Regions from separate parts of the Pan troglodytes genome. Here region 2 is linked to region 1. The links are chromatin contacts, called in public Hi-C maps. All regions are on one chromosome and are shown on one strand. The core of a region is the stretch at or near the end of the contact, and the rest is flanking DNA. Distances in the headings are between cores, read along the strand shown. Region 1 overlaps ADAMTSL3 (ADAMTS like 3). Region 2 holds the start of ADAMTSL3 (ADAMTS like 3).

Evidence for each region. Hi-C and Micro-C count contacts between places; a contact is called where the count stands out from the background.
Region 2: a contact with region 1 is called in a Hi-C map of stem cell-derived neural progenitor cells, with 2.2 times the contacts expected there. The contact joins the promoter of ADAMTSL3 here to the enhancer-like site in region 1. A contact is called at or near these places in 2 of 7 Hi-C or Micro-C datasets (induced pluripotent stem cells and stem cell-derived neural progenitor cells).

Annotation. Positions count from the first base shown.
Region 1 is chr16:74,883,014-74,889,537 of NHGRI_mPanTro3-v2.0_pri, reverse strand. The region is part of intron 3 of ADAMTSL3 (ADAMTS like 3); the gene reads left to right. Among named protein-coding and RNA genes, the nearest start is that of ADAMTSL3, 79 kb to the left of the region's middle. Within about 2 kb of position 2,302, at least 1 of the 24 cell types and tissues checked has an H3K27ac peak or open chromatin away from gene starts, as enhancers often do. A contact at or near this core is called in stem cell-derived neural progenitor cells, where this site is marked.
Region 2 is chr16:74,963,653-74,970,231 of NHGRI_mPanTro3-v2.0_pri, reverse strand. ADAMTSL3 (ADAMTS like 3) reads left to right here and starts at 5,073. Exons shown (of 29, transcript XM_024349337.3): 1 at 5,073-5,257.

The DNA of each region.
Region 1 (6,524 bases), core at 1,053-3,552:
TTTATTTATGGACTCACTCTTTGGTTTCATTAGTTTATGTGTTTGTTTTTATGCCGGTACCATACTGTTTTGATTACTATATCTTTGTAATACAATTTGAAATTGGGAAGTATAGTAGGAAGTGTGATGCTTCCAACTAACTGGATTAAAAAATGGGCAAATGACATTTCTCAAAAGAAGACATACAAGTGGCCAACAGGTATATAAAAAGGTGCTCAGAATCACTAATCATCAGGAAAATGCAAATAAAAACCACAATGACAAAACATCTCATATCTATTAGGATGTCTGTTATCAAATAGACAAGAGATAATAAGTGTTGGTGAGAGTGTGAAGAAAAGGAACTCTTATATGCTGTTGGTGGGAATGTAAATTAGTGCAGCTATTTTAGAAAACAGTATGGAGGTTCTTTAAAAGTTTAAAAATAGAATTACCATATAATCTAGCACTCATGATTCTAGGTATGTATCCGAAGGAAATAAAATCATTGTCTTGAAGAGATATCTGCACTCCCGTGTTCATTGCAGTGTTATACTCAATAGCCAAGATATGGCAATAACTTAAGTGTCCATTGATAGATGAATGGATAAAGAAAATGTGATATACATACATATATATAACTATATTATTCTTTATGAATTATTATGAATATTGTTCAGCCTTAAAAAAGAAGGAAATCCTGCCTTTTGCAACAACATGAATGGACCTGGAGAACATTATGCTAAGTGGAATAAGCCAGACACAGAAATAAAAATACTGCATGATCTTACTTATACGTGAAATCTAAAGATTGTATAGCAACAGAGAGTAGAACTATGGTTACCAGGGCCTGGAATGGAGAGGAGATGTTGGTTAAAGGGTACAAGTTGCAGTTATGTAGGATAAGTGACTATAGTTAATAATGCTGTATTATATACTGGAAATTTGCTATGAGAGTAAATTTCACCACACATACACAAAAGTAACCATGTGAGGAGATGGATATGTTAATTTGCTTGACTATAGTAATCATTTCACTATGTATATGTATATCAAAACATGTTGTACCTCTTACATATGTACAGCTTTTACTAAAAGAGAATCACAACAAACCCATTGCTTTGATAGTAATTGGTGTTCCCAAAAATGATTCTGAGTACTCAGAAGGGGTTAAATTATTTTCTAGGTACCTTATTTCCAGACTGTAATGTGTGTTTTCCATTTAAAAAGTTAAGCTAAAAATAATACACTAAAGGGCATCCTTTATTACCTAGAAAATAACTAAGTGTCCTAATTCTGTCAGATAAGTGAGTCAACACTGTATATTTATCTGCCTAACAGATGCTTCCTTTGTCAGTTCAAAACATACACGAGTAAAAGTGGAATTTAAAGGAACAGCTTGGAATGAATGGTATTTCTTAAAATTTTGATTTTCCCAGAAAATTCAATTCTGGTCAAATAATGATGGGCAATAATATATACCAGGGCTATTGCTTTGACATTTATTAATGAATTTGGATTACAAGAAATACTCTAGAAATCTATTAGAAACTATATAAACAATATTCGGCTCCATCTTAACTAGTTGATTACATTCCATAAAACCATTATTTTTATTCTGTTAACATTTCATGGAAATGGAATTTATTGAATTTGCCTCATTTGTGCTAGATTATCTTTCTACCTCATACACAGAGTTGAATTTTCATCAGAAAGTCACACATACCTGTTTATCTTTTTTTTGTGTTAAAGGGGTATGTTTCTTTAGAAACCACCAGCTTAGGATATGGTGTCATTCCGAATGTGATTCCTGTCAGACTACAGTGAGCACAGGTAATGGATATTGTCATAAATGACATTTGGTTCATTAGAATCTGTCAAAATGGGCTCGGTAAATTATGGCTGTTGGAAAGAGCACAATACTGCATTGTATTGGGGAAACACACTTGTAAGGAATTCCTGAGCTGGTATTTATTACAACCTGCCACATCATTTCCATTTTCTGCGTTTCATTAAATTTACCGTCTGGGTGTAATCACAAGAGTGAAATGGAAAATGTAATGTAAAATATCTCCTTAAACCCTCCTAAACAAAAATGAACTGAATCATCCATTCAATCAAGACAAGTTGAACACCTACTATACACCAACCCTCTGCAATAAAGTGAGGAACAAGACAGTTTCTGTTTTCAACTAGGCCAGAGCCCAGCAGGGGAAATGAATGGACAAAACTAATCCTAATGTGATACTATCGTAGAGGTGTTGACAGAGACTATAGAAGTGGAGAGGAAGGTTCTCTTCCTGGGGGTGAGAGACTTAGTCATGGGTGTCTACAAATTAGGTACTGACCCTGTCGGGTAGAGACTGTGAATCACAGCTTCTAAATGTGATTGGAATTCTGGGGCTGGTGCTAAGTTAATTGTCCTTTGGCATTTTTGTGGGCTGTGTGCATTACATGGGTGGAATTTAATGTCATTTTAACCCACCAGAGAAAGTTTGTGGGTCTAGAGGTATGGAAAACAACTCGCTCTGTAATATGCTGCATTTTAGTGCAAATCTTTCAAATGATCACACCATACTTGCTAATCTTTGAAGGAAGCTCTCTCATTGTCTGAAGAAAATGGTGCTGATTAAATTTACAGGGAAATGACTTTATTTAAAAATTTCCTCTAGTTTGTTGACAGCACTCATGTTTCATAAAATAGGGGACATGATCCTGAATTTCTTATGAATAAAAAATTATTAATTTTGACATCTACTTTGAATGCCTTAGATAATTTATTTGGCTTAGTGCCCAGTAAAAGCATGGAAGTGACTTGGACATCAACCACAAAATGGCCCAGGGACCCCTTCCCACTGGATAGACATCTGGAGTGGCGTATAAGGAATAGACAATGCAGGCGGACATTTAATTAAAGATTGGTATTCAGACAGGAGGGAAGTGTGGTGAGTCTCTCAGCGTAAAAGGAATAGTGAGTCTCTGAGACAAAAGTTATTTTTTGTGTTTTATAATGATGCTTTGCAGCTTGAAACATTTTAGCTATAAAATATAGACTATGAACTCATAATGGCATTAAGTCCAGATAGTAATTTTTATGGCAACAATTTATGATTATTTTTGTGGGTTTTTTAAAGGGGAAAAGTCTTTAACATTTAACATTTTGCAATTTAAAAAATCCCTCTCTTGAGCCTTCAGAACCAGAGTGAACACAAAAATTGTAAGATTTTATTGAGTTACCTATTATGTGAATCTGGATTTGTAGACATTATTTTGATAGTTAATGACACTGGCAAGAATCATGATCTAAAACAAAAACATGTTAACTTTTTTGTTTTAAATTTTCATCCACGAGTTGTCACTGTGTTGCTATTGGCGTTACCAGGACACAGCTAGGAAAGCCAGGGTTGGAAGTGCAGGTTCCCTGTGTTTGCAGATGTTCATGTAGGAGTTCCTTGACCAAATAGCTGTAGCTTATTCAGCATCCCAGCACTTGTGTGCCTGCTTTGTGATGAACTGCCCTGCTCACTCACACCTGCTGGTTCAGGTATGGGTGTAGCCATTTCTGGGAGGGTTGATGCTCAGCAAATAGTCTTAAAAGCACAAAGGAATTAGAACATTTCTCTCCAAACCATAAACCGTCGTGGAGCCTAAGGAGACTGAATTTCCTTTTTAGACCCCACAGGACATTATGCCCAGACTGCCCCCAGGGGTCACTCTCAACTTGGGAATGATTTTTGCAGATGGTGGAAGCATATATTCTCTGGATTCTCCTCTGCTAGTGGGGAGGGCTAGTGGGGAGGGCTGGGGTTCTCATGTTTGATATGGCATCTTGAGATGGTCATCCAGCCTCTCTTTGAACACCGACAGAAAGTAGGGAACCCGAACCTCCAATACTAGTTTTCAGATATGATTATACTATTGTCTGAGCGCCACCTGTAGTTATAATAGTTCATCTAATGGATAGTAAAACTCTATCAGGCAGCCTCACTATGCAAATCTTATAGAATAAGAGTATTTTTAAAAATTAAATCTACTATTAAACAAAGCAGTCTATCAGAAGAAAGAAAATTTAACCAGAAATAAAATAAACCAGAAGTAGGTGACAAAGAGAAGAATAAAGGTATCTGATAAAGCCAGGAATAAGACTAAAATAAAAATACACACCATAGAGCTCTCCATACTTACTACAGGGGCACAGATTTGATCTGAGCTTTCTAGCAGCCAACTGGGAGAGAGAAACACAATCAGTTGCAGAAGTCACAGATTCATAAGATAATAAACTAACAGTGTTTCTCAGGAGCAACACAACTGTTCCTTATTTTAACAAGGAAAAAGTTACTGATTTCAGTAAGAAAGTAGCCTTAGCCCACAAAGATGAGGAACTTGACTTTGAAAAGGAAATATTTCAATGTTGGGTCTCTTTAATCTTCTTTCCAGATTCATAGCCTGAATAATTATTTTCCAGAAGCTTCTCCCATGAAGAATTTCCTTTTAAGTATTTATAAGGTCATCTTGGGGGATCAGTGGGTGATTTTTAATACACTAAAGCGTACAATTTTTTTGCTTGTGTTGGTAATCTCACTAACTTCAAGGTTTTTTTTTTTTTGTTTTTGTTTTTGTTTTTGCCACTGAGCAATTTTTGTCAAGTCAGCTACCATCAGGATCAAACACTTAGTACAGTAAATTGGATTTGGATATCCATTAACTGCTGGTGACAAAAGAGGAAGCCCCACGTTTAACACACGTAAAATAAAATTTTAAGGAGTTTCTGGCTAGAAAGAGGCTACCAATAAAGTCTGAAAATGCCCCAGTCTCTGCTACTTGAATCTAATTACATGACAGAAGAGATTTGGGAAAGATAAGCCTGCAGTGAAAACAAGGGAGAAATAATCCTGTTTGCCCTGCAGTAACCATTCTAAGGACAGGAGAAAAAAAAAGAAGTTGACTAAACTTATTATACTCAATATTGCCAAGATACCAATTAGCAACATAAGTACAAATTTTCCTCAGATTCATCCAACATACCACCCTGTGTAATAAGCTAGTGTTCATAAACAGGGGAAAGTGGTTCTTCTATTCCTCATCAGTCCTGGTGGGATTACACTGGATTTTTCTGTTAATTCTGGCCTTTGGCCCCTTTCCAATATTAACTGTGCCATGGAGTATAGAATATTCAATGATTAAATAATTATAATTTAAAAATTAGACCATGTCAAAGAAAATAAAATATTAGGCATTTTTAAGAATTTAAGACAAGACACGGACTTTGGATCAAGATGACAGCTAATAATTCTGCATCTACTTCATCGCATATGGCAAATCTCATGAAATGACCTCAAAGTTGTATAAAGAACAATATCTCTGTGATAGCCCTGGAAAAGAAGACAAAGTTGTACCAACAAACTAAAAAATCTGGGAAATTCTTAATGGTTAAAAAGTGGGCAGTTTATATACATGGATAAATAGGATTATAGGAAACTAGCCCAAAATACATTCAGGAGGAATTCTGTGGTGGAAGCCATTCTGAGAAGTCCCAAGGACTGAATCAGCAATTAAAAAGGAGGTGAGAGGAGAGAAATTGGCATGTGGCCCTGTTGGAGCTGAGCAGTGCATGACAATTGTATTCTTTCCTAGGTAGGTAGTGGGTAAGTGGAACACAAGGGCCAGAGAATAATTCATGCTCTGGGTAGCCAGAGACCTCTAGGAGAGATGGGAAGCCCCCAATCTAGAAGATACATTACCAACATATTCTACCAGACCATAGTCCTCCCACTTCTCCACGACCACCACAGGCTATAGTAAACAGTTTTGTCAAACAAACGGATACTTAAGTACAAAGAGAAGAAGACAACCAAGACACAATACCCACCCTGGAAGAGGAGGACCAAACACAACAGAAGAGTTAACACCCAGAGAAACAGAGCTGCCAAAGGAAACAGAAGAATATTTTAAAGTATAGCTAATTACTATCCTTATGTAATGTTAAGGAAACTATTACATTATGGAAAAGAAACAATTAGGTATTTTGTACACTAAAAATTTGATCATGAAATCATAGATTGGCTGATAAGCAGAATGGAAATAGGTATAGGTCATGTTAGTGAATTGGAAAATTCAGCACAGTGTAAAAAGGCTTAGAAATGGGAAGTGTGGGGGAAAATAGAGAAAATTCTAAGATATATCTAGGAGTAGAAAGATGAGACAAAGGAATGGAAGGAAGACTATAATTGGTATGGTTAGGCTTTGTGTCTCCTCCCAAATCTCATCTTGAATTGTAATCCCCAGCTGTCGAAGGAGGAATCTGGTGGGAGGTGATTGGATCGGGGGGCAGTTTCCCCCATGCTGGTCTCATGACAGTGAGTTCTCACGAGATCTGATGGTTTTATAAGTGTTTGGCAAGTTCCTCCTTTGTTCACTCTTCTCTCTTGCCTGCTGCCACGTATGACATGCCTGCTTCTCCTTCTGCCATGCTTATAAGTTTCCTGAGACCTCCTCAGCCATGCAGGACTATGAGTCAATTAAAACTCTTTTCTTTATAAGTTGCC
Region 2 (6,579 bases), core at 3,824-6,323, 78 kb before region 1:
TATAAAGCAAATTTCTATTCAAAAGAAGGACCCACTCTGGTCAGAAAACCATCAGTGCTAGCTGAGCATATTTCCTGTGTGGGACTAGGGATACGTCCTGAAAACCAGGCATGGTAGATGCCGTTGGAGAGGATGCCCTGTCCGATTTCTTTACCAGCAGGCACACCTATCCCCAGCATATATTTGGTGCAGCAGCTAAAGGCTTACAGCTGATACATTCCTGGAGCATTGTCCTTGGCCACAGGGAGCCACCTTGGAGGTTATACCACCATATACCACCACCCAGCTCCAGCGGAGGCAGTGACTTACTGGCACCCGGGTCAGCAGTTGGTCCTGGTGCTTCAAGTCACGGCAAATCTATGGTGTGGTTTCTGTTCCAGGATCCCCGAGGATCACATGAAGGTTAGGCTTGACCTCAGTCACAGCTTGCTCTAGTCTTGCCCCTTACCTATCCTGCTTCCCTCACTCCTTCATAGGTTTTTCCTGAAGAACACTCGCTAGCTAATTTTGTGCCCCTAAGGCACTATGTTCACCTAACATCCAGATGTTTTTTTTTTTTGAGATAGAGTCTCGTTCTGTTGCCCAGGCTGCAGTGCAGTGGTGTGATCTCAGCTCACTGCAACCTCTGCCTCCCAGTTCAAGTGATTCTCCTGCTTCAGCCACCCGAGTAGCTGGGACTACATGTGCACGCCACCATGTCTGGCTAATTTTTGTATTTTTTAGCAAAGATGGGGTTTCACCATGTTGGCCAGGCTGGGTTCGAACTCCTGACTTCAAATGATCTGCCCGCCTCAGCCTCCCAAAGTGTTGGGATTACAGACATGAGCCACTGCACCTGGCCCCAGATGTGTTATCTCTTAGTGGCCTTGGCTGAGAGTGTATCTTTGGTGTCTGCTGCAGTCAATGGTACCTTCTATTCGAGTACTTGCCTCCAAGTACTCTTTTTCTCCAAGCCTCCAACACAGCCTTCTTGAGTGTGCTTCCCAAGCCCACTTCACAACTCTGTAACCAGAAAGAGCATTTCTGTTTCAAGAACAAATTAAGGCTGATGCCTGAATTGATATTCCTTGTCTCTAAGGGCAAAACCTAAACACACCCCAACACCACCATCATCAGTAGTTCTTTTCCTGGTCTTCAATGTGTATCTCTCACGTGAATGTTGTACTGTGTGCTTGTTGGGTCGAGGTCAACAGGCAAAGCTGGGAGCAGGCAAAGCTGGGAGCGCGGGCAGGAATCTCTGAAATTCATCTAGGAAGAAGCAGGTCCTGAGACAGGTAGTGAAAGCCAGGAAGCCAAGAAGTTGGATCTTAGGGAGGAAATGGAACTCAGTTTCCTCGACCCTTCAGAGTCTAAATGCATTGCCATTGTCCCCAGGTGGTGGGTGTTCTCACAGGGAGGAAGTCCAGGAAGTAGGCAGGGAGGGGCCTGAACCTCCCCAGATAGTGATTCGGTAGGTGGCTACACTCAACAGCCAAATCAGCCAGATTAGCTGCTTTGGGGTTTATTCATTCCTGTTCTTCCCAATTCCTGATCTCCCACCACACCATGCCTTTGGCAATGTCTTATTTAAACATTTGGGCCAAGCCTCAGGTGAGGAAGTAAGGATGGGAGGGAAGTGTGGGTGAGTGACTGAGGGAAGGGGTGAGGGAAGAGGTGACTGAGGGGTGGTGAGGCCATGATTCTGTGCATAACATCTGTGAAGTCCAGCCAGCACCCCCAGTGGAGGCTGTCCTCTGCAGCTCTTTGTTGTCCTAACTTACAGTACCTTGGCCACTCACACAGGTTTGCTTGACCTGCTAGGGTTAACTGGAAGGCAAAAGTTCTATAAAGGTATTGGTGATGTTTTCTCTACTATTTTTCGCTACTGGAACACCTGCTCTTTGAGGGGGCTGGCCTCCTGCTAGATGGAACCTGTGGGAGAGAAAGGCTCAGTCCTGGTCTTAGTACTTGGTGTGGGGCACTCCTTGGAGGCTGGCTCAGGAGTCAGATTGCCCAAGGGAGATGAGACAGGAAGTCCTGCTGAGCCATTAATACCTTAAAGCAGAGCAGTGCATCTCAAATGTTCCCAGCAAAGTCCCCCAACTCCAGAGGCATTCTCAGTGCCTTCTTGAGTTGCAGACACTGGGAGCTCTGCTTAATGCAGCCGCCACTGCACAAGCATAATATTTCTTTGAATTCTCCATTTCATCTTGCATATTCATGTGACTTTTTTGCATTTGACTCCATGATATGGTGGGGCTAGTTTTAGAATATGAACGATGAGGAGTGGTATCGTCTAGTTGCTAAGAACATGAGGTATTTAAACCTTTCCACTTCAGTTTCCTCATTTGCAAAATGGGAATAAAAATAATATCTACCCCATAGGCTGTTGTGATGATGGGATGACTCAGTATAAGCAAAGTATCTGGAACAGTGCCTGCCACATCCTAAGTGTTTTGAAATGTTAATGTGGCTATTCCTTTACTGATACTCTGATATGAGAAGCACGAAAAATCAATTCTCATTATTTGCAGATTCCTTATTGTGAATTCAGCTACTGGGTAAAATTTATTTGTCACCTCCGTTAAATTAAGTTTAGCCTAAAGTTGCCTTCTTACATATTTTAAGTTCGGCCTAAAGGTCTCTCTGTACATAGTGAACTGTAACCTAATGATGTGTAAACAGACTGTAACCTACTCTTGAAGCAGTCACAGAGTTTTGGCCAATCACAGGCGGTCAACTGTTTAAACCATGTTTAAATAAGGCAAATGCTGAGCTGTAACCAATCCAGCTGTTTCTGTACCTCATTTCCGTTTTCTGTTCATCATATTCCGTTTTCTGTCCATAAATATTATCTGACCATGTGGAAGCCCCAGAGTTGCTCTGAATCTATTTTGTTTTGGGGCTGAGGGGGGCTGCCCTATTTTCAAATTGTTCTTTGCTCAATTAACCTCTGTTAAATTTGTCTAAAGTTTTTATTTTAACACCTCATAATCAATAGCTGCAGCACTTTCAAAGTCATTGAACCAGTGCTGAACGTTTTGAGTCTCTTGAGACACATGTTGGAAGCTAAGGTCCAACCAGTCAACCCTCTGTCTTCCTGTTTCAGCTTTCACACTGTAAATGAGTGGCCCAAAAGTTCTCTTCATTGCCATGTTTTCACATTTTTTTTTGTCTTTTTTTTTGATGATTTTGCTGCTTAAAGCACCCCCCAGGCACAGTGCTGAAGTGAAGTCTAGCGTTCCTAAGTGGAAGAGGGCTGGGATGTGCGTTGCAGAGAAAATACGTAAGTTAGATAAGCTTCATTCAGGCGTGAGTTACAGCACTGTAGGCTGTGAGCTCAGTGTTCAGGAATCAATAATAGATGTTAAGTAAGGAGTCTTTAAACAGAAACATGCATAAAATAAGGCAATGTGTTGATTGATTGACAAAAATATTGTGAGCTTGCAGGAACCCAACTCTATATTTCCCCTAGGAACAATGGCTCCATATTCACAAATTCGTTGTTCTGTGACTTTATAGACCACAACTACAGTAAATAAAAAGGATCGATTGTCCATAGATGAGTTAGCTCTAGTTTAGCCCAGCCCTCCCTACCCTTCACTGGCTACTCTTACCTCTCCTGTCTCCACACTGACCTGTCCTCTGCTCACTTGCCACAAGTCCAATCATTTTACATAGAGTGGAGAGACAGCCTTGAAGATCCTCTTCTTGGCCAGAGGAAGTCACCAGAGTAAGTAAGGGAAGAATGAGTGAGGAAAGCAGCCAGGGCCAACTGCTCTTGGCAAAGCTCTAGCAGTAACTGGAACGCAGCAACCACAGAGAAGGCAGGAGAACAACTTTAGGGGTGAACAGTCCAAGCTCTAGAGAGAGGCAGATAGGGGTTCCAGTCCTGGCTTCTCCACTCATGGTAGGCAAGTTATCCTCCCAGCCTCAGATTTATCCTAGGTGAAATGGGATAATGCTTGAACTACTGCCGCTGTGAAGATCAGATAGACACAAAGAGCTGGGTACTCGACAGACACCCAAGGAAATGGCGACTGTGGTAGGACTTAGGTGGGGGCATAATGCAGCCTTTAAGATCAATCTCCTGGCCCTTGGCTTATCCTGCTGGGACTAGGACAAGGACAGGGACAAACATTTCCTTTTACTTCTCTTCACCTCCAGAAGTACACAGGCAACTCACCCCAGTCTCTTGTCCGCGACACTCTTCCCCCCAACCCCAAATCCCAGGCCTGGACACGGCATGATTCTGGCACCTGTGGAGCTCTCAGTTCCCCAAGCCCGGCTCAGACAAGGGGGCGCCAGGTACCCAGTTAAGAGGAGCTCCTGCAAGATCCTCGTGGTCCCTGGCTGCCAAAGGACCCAGGCCTCTGGGCAGTGAGCGCTCCACAGTCCCCTGTGTGGCCTCTATGCTGCGCGGAGGAGGCGCAGGCCAGGAGAGGGCCACTGGTCTCCACTATGGTCCTGCCTGGCCAGGAGTGCCTATGGCTCTTAGGCACGAGCCAGCGGTTCCGGGCAAACCTCTGTGTGGCTGCTGGGCCTGACTTTGCAGAGCTGGCGCCCGGGTCTGGGCGGGGTGGGTGGAGGCTATGGGAGGTGGGGCCGGGGGTGGGCTTCGGGGGAGCGACGGCATCCCTGCTCCGGCTCCGGCTGAGGCGGGGCGGCCAGGCTGGCTTGCGGCGCAGCGGCCGCCTTTCCCCAGCGCGCCTGCCGGCGGCGGCGGTGGCGGCGTCGGCAATCCCGGCTCTTGGCACAACGCCTGGCGGCCGGCCCAGGGCGAGGAGTGGCTTCCAGGAAGCGGGCGGAGGAGCGTTCCAGCCGAGTCTCGCCGTCGCCGCGGCCCCGCGCGCTCCGAGCGGCCCGAGCCCGGCCCCAGCCCGGCCCCACACGGGGTCTCTTCGCGCCCCCGGCGCCTCCAGCTCAAGCCGAGGGCGCGGTGCCGGCGCGCAGGCTGACGGGCGCCTGGGCGCGCCGTGCACTTGCCGGGCGGTGCAGGTGGCGGCGCGCGCCCTCCGCCTCTGGGCCGGGGCCAGCGCAGCGCTCTGCGCGCCCGGAGGGGGCGGGAGAGGCGGGGCAGCCCCCGTCCCAGCCCCATTTAACTTCGCGGCGGCGGCGGCGACTGCGGCGCCGCGGGCTGGAGGCCGGCGTCGGGGAAGGTCCTGGTGCCGGATTCCGCACGAGGTGTTGACGGGCGGCTTCTGCCAACTTCTCCCCAGCGCGCGCCGAGCCCGCGCGGCCCCGGGGCTGCACGTCCCAGATACTTCTGCGGCGCAAGGTGGGTGCACCGAGCTCGGCGCAGGGCGGCCCCTCAGGGGTCGGGGGAAGGCGCTCCCCAGGGGGAGTAAGACTTGGAGCAGTGGCCTCTCTAAGCAAGTTGGGGGTCTCCAAGCAGAGTCGGGGCGTGCCACGCGGGCCCCAGGGGGCCTCAGGACTGGGGTGCTCCTCACTGCTGGGCACCTCGGGTCGGGCGCGCTCCGTGCCGTCCCGGAAGGTTCAGGGAGTCTTTCGGGGGCAGTTCGCGGGCTGAGGGGCGTTCTTGATTATGGGGGAACTCCACAGGGTTGGAGTTTTTCAGGGTTGGGAGTTACTAAGCAGAAACCTCGCGGGTCCGAAGGTCCGGCCGGTTGACCACTGGGTAGCGAGCGCCCAGAACGCCGGGGGTTGAGGCGACGCGCGATCGTGGAAAGTGGGCGTGGGAGTGACCGGGACGCGGCGGAGGCACTGGAGGAGCGACTTCGAGGCAGCGGGTAGTCGGAGGAGTGTGCACTCGGAAGGCTGGTGCGAGCAGGCGAGGGTGGCGCAGAGTCCCAGGGCCCCGCACTGGCCGCCTCCCTTCAGCCAGGAGTCGCCGCCTCAGGTCGGAAACAGCAGCACATTTGCGGATCACATTAGACCAGGCCCTTAATGCCTTCTCCAGATGGAGAGAAGCCACCGACACGCCCCCGGACACCAGCTCCGCCAAGGCGCCCGCGAGGCGAAGCGGGAGTCGAGTGTGACCTCGGCTTTTCCAGTCTGGACTCATACTGATTTCCCTGTAAATTGACAGGAAAAGTAAGGGGAAAAGTCCCCGCTTCCCTCCTGGTTTCAGCTGACCTCTGCTGGCTGGCCCTCACCTACTTTTAGGAGATTGTGTTAGGCTGGCTCAGGGGCTGTGTCCTCCAAACCTCCCTGAACTTAGCTCTCAGGCGTCTCTCTGGGTGTGGGTCCCGGACCTCGAGGGCGCACGGTGTCATCTAGCGAGGAAAGCCTTGAACTATCAGAAGATCTGCGTTTCAGCCCTAAAATGTGACTATCTTGCTGTGTGACCTTAGGCAGGTCCTTTCCCTCTCTGGGTGGCTTTGTTGTCTTAGACTCATTTTTGCCGCGAGCAGCAGAAGCTGGCCTAAACCTTGGCTCTGTGCTGGCTTCCTGAGTCAAATGCCAATAGCGACACCCTGCTGCTGACAGATAGGCTTGGGCAGGGATATCTCAGCTTCTGAAGAGCTGGAGGTATGAGTTGCCCACTGGAGACAGGCCAGCCCTCGCCTGACTTTGATGTGGACCTTCTAAAGGGAGCCCAGTTAGCCCGCACCCTGCAGTAGGCAGCTGCAACCTGGG